Linked DNA regions of Gossypium arboreum: region 2 is linked to region 1. A link is a contact called in public Hi-C data. All regions are on one chromosome and are shown on one strand. Each heading gives the region's core, a stretch centred on a gene start, on an enhancer-like site or on the middle of the called end of the contact. The rest is flanking DNA. Distances are from core to core; before and after follow the strand shown. Region 1 holds the start of LOC108479987 (probable cytosolic oligopeptidase A). Region 2 has its middle 38 kb from the start of LOC128286219.

Region 1 (4,513 bases), core at 824-3,323:
ACTACTATATTGTACTTGTTCAATTTTGTTGAACTGTTCTCTTTTATCATCTTCAAGTGAAACACCATTAAGAACAGCTTCCTTTATCTGGGCTGAATACACACAATAAAACAAAAGAGATATCAGGTCAAACACTCACAGAAACTAAAAGGAATGGAAGAAGCATGTTGTAATGAGAACACTTTCATATCAGCAATTTTGTTTTGTTTTGTTCTTATAACAGAATGCTCATCCTAATATCTGCTATAGCAAGCCAACTAATAGACTGTGCACTCAGTATTGAGTAATGGTTCTAGCGTTGAATTAAGGCACCAAAACGAAAAGGGAACATATACTTACCACCTACAATAAGTTTGCGGGCTTCACTCAACAATTGCCAATCAGGAGATTCTTTAATCGCCTTGAAGGCATTATAGATGGGTTTACTTTGTCCCAATCTTAGTTGGAACTTCACTTTTTCAGGCTGTAAGGAAAAACTAAACATAGTAAGGACAAGAAGTTTGCTTAAATGAGACTGTGGAATAATGCACCGATGCATATTTAATTAATTTCTACAAAATACTAGGATCAAACTGAACAACTGCCAAACCTAATTGCTTCAAAGCCAATAGGAAAACCACAATTTCTGATTCAACCAATAAAAATTAACTCCCTCCCTAGTATATCATGCTGTATGCTAATTCTAATAAGATTTATGCCAATATAATAATAAAAAATTCATGGTTTAATCTAAGACAAGAATGAGATAGTTATTAGATGTCTAAAAGATTGATGCCAAATATTTTGAAGATGGCAATTCAAGCATAAACATTACATTATTAGTTTTTACATATACATACTGCATGTTACATATCTGACTGCTTGCAATCATATAACATAAAGAAACAACAATGTACCTGGACTTCTTCAATGTTAGCACGAAGCTCAGCTGAATCGTTAACAGCCTTAAGATGATTAACCATTCCCCACACAACAGTCAACCGATCAACAATCTTTTCCAATGGCTCCACCAACTTTGGCCATGACGGCTCCAATGTCTTCTCCAATTCATCCAAATCACTCTCCTACTCAACCAACACAAATATATCAAATCAAACACAAATAATCCAGAAACCCCAGATGCTAGAGCATAAAAAAGTTTCAAATTTTAAAAACTCGAACAAATGAAAAATCAAGGCAACCAAAATTTTGAATTCTCAAACAAGGACTAAAACCAGCGAATGATCTAGCAAAGGGAAAACTCACTATCGAACCCTAGAAGAAGGTAAAAAAAAAACCCCTCAAAACCCGGAAATGAAAACAGCCCAAAAGATAAAAACGACATACGAGTTTCTTCAACAAGGAACGAATCCCAGGCCTAACATGTTTGGCTTCAACAATATCAAAAGGTGGAAAGTCGAAATCTTGCAGGAGAGGATTGGAGCCGATGCTATCATCGACGGTAACTGAGGAAGCCAATGAAGGAGGAGAAAGAGAAGAACAAGAAGAAAATGAAGAGGAAGAGGAAGAGAGATAAGGAGAAATAGAGTGATGCAAGGTCTGGAGGCAGAAGGAGAAAGAAGAGGACCAGAGAGGACAAGGGTAGGATTTAAGCAAAGCCTTGGGGGCAAAACGGGGAGAAGAAGAAAAAGGGTGGCGTTTTAGGATGAGATTAATTGAGCGGGAGAGAGAGAAGCGAGTGGAAGCCATTAGCATGTTGACTGTAACAAAGATGGTGTTGAACAAGACTCTGTTTGGGATGTGGCGTATAATTATCATGCTTTTTTGTCATTTTTTTTCTTTTTACTGAGCTTGGATAAAGAGACGTCGATATGTTTTTCCTTGTAGGATGATATTTTAAGATGGGAATCCAGGTCTTGAACCTAAATCATCGCAATGACGCCATTAATGATGGTATTGGGTTGATTAAGGAAGCTGGTATTTTCTTTCCAATTCGGATTCCTTCCTCTCTCGTCAAATGTACTGTCAGAATGGAGCTCAAGTGATTTAAAGTTCAAACTTTTCTAATGTACTTCTAAATTTGGATTCTTTTTACCATGTACAGTCATCTTGAGAACAGATGTCATATTTGTTTATATTTTCTAACAATTCGTTATTGGGCTGAACAAAACTTTTTTTTTTTTTTGGTTAATAAGAGCCTTTATTCAATTAAAAGGTTTGATCTAGAGGAAGACGATATCTGTCGGTCTCAACAACAGGACGGGTCAAAATAAACAAGACTATCATATAAACTCCTAGTTTCATTCATATGAGCTTTTTTTTAGCGAGAGCATCAGCATAGTTCTTACCCTCCCGGTAAGTATGCGAAAAACAACTATATTGTAAGCTGTTCAACGAAGTCTTGCAAATCAAGTAAATTATTAACAAAGTCCCCCGTGTGAGTTAAATCCTAAATTCGAACCTACAGGGGTTTTCACACGGCCTGACATATGCTCGTGTCTATTGCCCGTGTCTCTTATACGACCATGACATGCCCGTGTCTTAGCCCGTGTCTAAAAACCTTGACATTCTGTTTCTGACATCAGCATCCAATTTAGGGCACACGACCAAGGCACATGTCCGTGGCGAGAGGCCGTGTCCTCTACACGACTGAGACACACGGCCGAACAACATGCCCATAGGGCTGACCGTGTGTCACACACGTCCTAGACACGCTCGTGTGTCTACCCGTATAGACAATATAAGGCTATCTACCAAGCCTTTGCCACCCTGAAACACAATCTAACATCAACCAGCATATCAAAGATTAACTTAATATGATTTTTCAACCAAGTAATCATAGTTAAGATTTATATACATCACATATATTCAACCATGCCAACAATTTTACATTCATGAAAGACTAGCTTGCGTTCAGATAATAACTTTCAATATTAGCCATTTTCCATGGCCTTATACAAAATGAATCAAATGCTAAAGTAATCTAACACATTTGACCAATTAACAATGACAAAACTCAAAAGTCAGGGTCCTATACATGCCATAATCAAAATAAAAGATCTAACTATACCAAGTGCTGCGGGTGATAGTGTGATCAATGCCTCTGACGTCCGATGGTCCTTGAGCTAATTAGGCGGCACTATAAGAAAATGGAAAGGAGGGGGAGTAAGCATAAAGCTTAGTAAGTTTCATGCAAATAAATATAACAACAACTTTACCATTCCTCATCATGCTCATAGTACAAAAGTAGGCATAAGCACAACTTACTCATCACTATCCAATACAATTCACATAGCATATATATAGAGCTCACATCTCATACATTTCAAATAGGTACCTGTACCACTCACAACATGGTTATACTTTCCTCATTTAACTTAACCTATAACTCTCTCACCGTTGAACCATTTGGAATGCTATCGGATATTCATTAAACCTCAAACATAGGGTATGATGCCGATGCCATGTCCCAGACATGGTCTTACACTGGCTCATCCATCAAGTCGATGTCATGTCCTAGACATGGTCTTACACTAACTATCAAAATCGAGGCTGATGCTATGTCCCAGACATGGTCTTACACTAGCTCTCACATATTTGTTTTGATGCCATGTACCAGACATGGTCTTACACTGACACCTCTATACGTGTCGACACCATGTCCTAGACATGTCTTACACTAGCTTACATCGCGAGGCCGATGCATGTCCCAGACATGTCTTACACTAGCTCTCGTCTCAATGCTGATGCCATGTCCCAGACATGGTCTTACACTGGCTCTCATAATGTGGCCGATGCATGTCCCAGACATGTCTTACACTAGCACACAAATAACCCGAATGTCATGGCATGAATATCCGATTTATTTCCTAAAGTTCAACCGGGAGTTCTACTATCTCAATATTCATCATACATAATCATTTCTACAAACAAGCAATTTATGCTATATCAATTCAAACACATATAATAACAATGTAGTTGTATTATTTACAAACAACTTACCTCGGTATATAAAATGTAGACGACTAGTTCAGCTTAGTCTACTTGTTTTGCTTTTTCCCGTTGTAGGCCCGGATTTTGTAATTCTTGATCTAAACTGGTAGAAAATTATTCATTTCATCAGCAGATTAATCTAGACACTCGAAAATTCATAATTGGGCAAATTGACCGTTTTGTCCCTAGACTTTCACAAAATGACCATTTTACCCCTAAGTCCGAAAATCAATTTTTATCACATTTTCTCATTAATCCTATAATGCCCCCTTACCCGATACCATCGTCGGAGTCGAGTATGAGGCATTACTAAACTTATTTTAGCATTTAAACAAGTTCAAACAATTCTCGTAGTAAACTGTCCATCTGCGTCACAGTCGCTCAAAAAATCATATCTCGAGTTACGAAACTCGAAATCAAATTCCGTAAATTTTCCCTAAAACTAGACTCATATATCTACTTAATAATTTTTTTCTATAATTTTTGGTAGATCCAATTAGTACAGTTTATTAGTTAGAGCCTCCCCTATTTCAGGGTTTGGCTACTCTAACCCCTGTGCATTACAAATCAAATTTCTTAA
Region 2 (4,859 bases), core at 920-3,419, 450 kb after region 1:
TTAACTTTGAGTTTTTTTTTTTAAAGAAGAGCGACAAGCAAACGGCTTTTCTAAAACAGCACAGTCATTAATAAAATGAATCCTAAGCATACACGACCTAATGAATGAATGCTTTTAGACTAACTCAAAGTATAATTACGGTTTTCTTTAAAATGAGTTTATTTAAAGTCTTAAAAAGTAGCATAAGTTAGCTTAGCCATTTTGGTGGCTCATGTAGCCTTCTCAATCTAGCAATAACGTCTATGTCGGGTTTGGGAGGTTACAACAATATACAATTGTTAATGTAAGTAATAGATGTTATTATTAAACTAATTTGTTCCAAAAATAAAAAGTATACAAAACGAATATACTACGCTTAAAGATACCAGATCAAACATACATAACAATCTAAAATGACCTAATTACTTAACTCATGTTAATTGTATATTTTATAATCTACCATAAAATTAGTTACACTTTAGGGTTTAAGGTTACATATGATTAATATAAAATGTACATTATAATACCATTATGATACATATGATTACATATTATTAATAATATACCTTAACTATATATTTCTAATTGTATATATTATAATTTGTTATAAAGTTAGTTAAAGTATAGTGTTTAAGCTTACATATCATGAATATAAAATATACATTATAATAATATAGTTGTATATAGGGATATATATATATATATATATATTTAATAATCTACCTTAATTATATATATTATAATGTACCATAAATTTAGTTTCATGTTAAAATTTAGGTTGTATATCATTAATAAAAGAATGCACATTACCATATCATAATATAATATGTATGTTTATTTTTTTAATATAACATGTATTAAATATAATTATATTTCACATTATAAAATAAATTCATATTATATCTATTTTAATTATATAAATAGTAATTAATTTTTAAATAATGTAATCAATTAAGTTGATTAAATGATAAATGGGATGAACACAAATTTAGGGACTCCGTTGATCCCATCTTATCATTTGACTTGGCTTATGGGTATAAAAGAATACGATCCAAGATAAATTAGATGAGATTTAAGAGAATAAAATGTCAAAGAAGCTAAATTTTAATAAAAATATTATACTTAATTTTAAAAATATTTTATTATGTTTTTTAAATTTTTTGGTCATTTTCATATTTGTTTTGTGGTTCATATTAGGTTCGTAGCTACCCTTTCAATAATATCATTTTAAAGTTCAAATCAATATATTTTACCACTATACTCAATACTTATTAATTATTATTATGTTTTTATACATATTTAATAATTTATGTAAATTATAATCAATGTTTAAGATAAAATATTGATGATAAAATCATAGGTATCAGGCTATATACGTTATCTGGCCTCAAAATATATCTGTTTTCTTTTTAATGAAATTTTATTGTTGTAATTTCCTTCCAATTATTAGATCAAATTTGGCAAAGCATTTAGAAATAAACTGGACTTCTTTTTATATCTAATTTGAAATGCCAGATTTACATACAATTAAGTTTTTTTTTTTTTAAAGACTGTAAGCATTTAAAGACTTTATTTTCAAATATTGAAAAACAAATAAGCAAAAAATAATGGAAAAATATTTTAAAAAATTAACTTTTTTATTATCCCCCGGCTTTTATTAGGCATATGAAACAAACTCCGACGCCATTCCGACATCTCTATCCATACAGATTATCTTCTCCCAATTCTACCATTCAAAAGCCATCATCACTGCTTCCTAAATAAAGCTGATTTGTTAGGCTTCACATTATTAGTTTTCACCTCATTTTTCTAATCCAATTTGAGTCAGTCCTAGCAGACAAGAAGTCAGTGCCAGCTTAAACAATACTAATCTGGTAAACATTAATGGCCCACTGAATTACTGCAAAAAAGAAAAAGAAAGAAAGATAAATCTTAGATTCTTCTTATCACTTATAAATGACACACAACATCCTTTTATCTCACCCCATATGATTGTCGAAGAAACACGTAAAAAACCACTCGACATCATCAAATTCAAACATAAAGAAGAAACCAATGTCTGATATGGAAAGGGATCTGATCAGCCGCCACCAGGGGGGATCCTCTTCTTTCTCCGGTTGCTATACGATGTCCCCATCATGCTTCACTGTGCACGAAGATATGGAGTACTCTAGGATCCATTATTGCAGTGAAAAGAGAAGAAAGCGATGGCGAAACCTGCTAAGGAGGTTGGTTAGAGATGGGAACAAGAACAGCATGTACAGTTCGAAGCCATTGTCTTTTCACTATGATGCCGTTAGCTATTCTCAGAATTTCGACGAGGGTTGTCACCGTGAAGAATCTGGACACTGCCGGCGACTTTTTTCGGGATGTTAGATGGGAACTGGGAAGTACATCAACGTGTTGTGTTTATTTATGTTTTTGTTTCCCCCCTTTTTTCCTGTAAGTTCAGATCATCTTTGTTTTAACAATATATAAATTAAGATCTGTCAACAAGGAATTGCAATTTTGCTGAATTACTGTTCTTTGTTTCTTCACTTGTTAATGATTGTAATTAATGGGTGTAATCTATACTTGTGACGATGATGGGGTTGAATATGGCAGGGCCATTGGGGGTGCATCTTTTTCAGGTTCCATGCCTAACCACAAGGGACAAACTCTTCCAGTTTTATAGGACTTCATTGAGGGCAGAAAGTGGTAGTTACAGATTTGGTGAACAAACAAGAACTTTCTAAGGTAATAATTTAAAAAAAAAAAAAAGAGTAAACTACCCGTAACTTAGTCAATCCGTCCCAATCCCGACTTTTAAAAGAAAATAATGTGAAACCCGAAATTTAATCTAAATTTAATTTAATTCTTTTATTTTCTATTTTAATGTAAATAAAATTATATTTTTAATTATTTTATTTTGAAACAAATAAGATTAATTTTATAAATTTAAATTTAAAATTGAATATATTTATTTATTGAAAATAAAAATTCAGATAAAGTGGGATAAATTTACTTTAAACTCAATATAATGCAATAATTTATTCTAATTGCATCGATCACGACTCACCCGAATCAAATTTTCTAAAAAAATATAAATCGAATTGAATTGAAAGCCATCAAAATAAAAAAAATTTGCCATCCTTAATCAAAATGTGGCAAGGGAAGGAAAATGAAGGTTTTTATTGGTTATTTGTTGATTGGTGTTATCTGACACTGTTGAAATGGATGGTCATGATTCATCATCATATCTTGGCAGTGATAAGAGTTACATGGCTAAATTTGTATGGTTTTTGGATCAAAAAAGGATGGCAGAATAATTGACGGGGGCAAATGGTGGGGTGGAGCTCTGCAAATTTGCTGGCAAGTGGCAATGGTGTACTCTTGAAACTGTGATATGATGTCTGAGAACTCATCACACGATTGTTTTTGTTCTCAATGCAAGTTGATATTAGGTATAAATAATGTTTTAATATATTTTAAATTTTAATAGTTATTAAAATTAGATTTTTATTTTTTTTGTATTTCTTATGCCTATAAATAAAGACTCTGATGAAACATTGTAATCACCTCTTTTAATCAATAAATTACATTCTCTATCGTTTTCATTTTTTTTTTCTTCATCTCTCTTTATTTTATAACACGTAATCAGCACGATCTTGCTCAAAGTGATAGTTCATTTTATCGACGATCAAATTTATCTTCCATGATTTTCAATTTCTTTGACGGCAAAATGCAAAGTTTTTACAGGAAGCTTATTTTATTTAATGTTCCATATCTGATTATTATTTTTCATTCTTCTTTCATCATATGTTATCATTATTTTGATTAACTTATTTTACTTTTTGTTCTTAAGGATGGTGAAAGATTTGATACCGCTATCTACATGAAATCAAGAATATTTTCGAACTATCTCATACCTTCTAGTGATGACGATGATGTTAAAGATCTTCAGGTATATTTTACTATGTATTATTTATTGTTTTATTATAATTGGAGACTAATCATGACAACATGCATAGATAGATTTTGATTTGAAATCTCACGCATGTTTGCGATGGTAATTATGAAATAAAGAATCTATTGGGATGTTTATAAGTCCATCCTACTAGATTTGTTGTATTTCCCGAAGTGAATGTAAATATAAAGAAAAAAAAAGATATACTCATGGACCACTAAAAGTGAGAACATAGTAATAAAAAAGAGAACAATGAGAGTTTTCAAGATAACTTTTCAAAGGGTAAAGATGTTATCAATGTGATATGAAAGATTATTGGCCACATATATGGCGTATGCCAAAATATTTTGTTTCTGTTAATATTCTTTGAGGAATGATATGAAAATGTAGTAATGAATTCTATCATTACAGATAGAAAATATTTATCTTATTTGGTACTGAAACAAACAAATATTATTCTAATATTTGATAATACAAAATTAGTTGAAAGCTCCAGAAGAACTAATATATCACTATTTAAAAAGCACAAAATTTGTTATGGTTAATGCATTACTTTTAAAAGTTATTTGCAATGAATCTCATATTGACATTGTGAATGAGAAAAATATTATATTTCATATGAATAAAAAAGGGGATTGAGTCTTGATTACTCTTGTTATTAAATTGAATTGATTGTGATTATCTTTATGATCTTCTTTGTCATCATCTCCATTAAGGGGTTGGAAGCAAAATATTTGACTGTGAAAGATCTACTCAAGAGCAATAGAATATGATAATTATATCTAAAGCTTATTATAGTTGGATACACCTAAAGTTGCAAGTATTTTTTAAAAACTGTGAGTATAACTCTACAGTATTCAGAATAAGTTCTCAATTAAAATTACGTGGTAAACTACTATTGATGAGAACTTGCAAGAGAGAAAACTTATGTATG

Evidence for each region. A called contact is a pair of places that touch in the nucleus more often than the background predicts.
Region 2: a Hi-C map of leaf shows a contact between it and region 1, with 3 times the contacts expected there. The contact joins the enhancer-like site here to the promoter of LOC108479987 in region 1. A contact is called at or near these places in 2 of 5 Hi-C or Micro-C datasets (both in leaf).

What each region holds. Positions count from the first base shown.
Region 1 is chr12:51,886,915-51,891,427 of ASM2569848v2, forward strand. It overlaps LOC108479987 (probable cytosolic oligopeptidase A), which reads right to left and starts at 2,074. Exons shown (of 17, transcript XM_017782871.2): 1 at 1,327-2,074; 2 at 897-1,064; 3 at 340-463; 4 at 16-92. The coding sequence starts at 1,758.
Region 2 is chr12:52,332,867-52,337,725 of ASM2569848v2, forward strand. No RefSeq gene overlaps it. Among protein-coding and RNA genes, the nearest start is that of LOC128286219, 38 kb to the left of the region's middle. Within about 2 kb of position 2,170, at least 2 of the 2 cell types and tissues checked have an H3K27ac peak or open chromatin away from gene starts, as enhancers often do. A contact at or near this core is called in leaf, where this site is marked.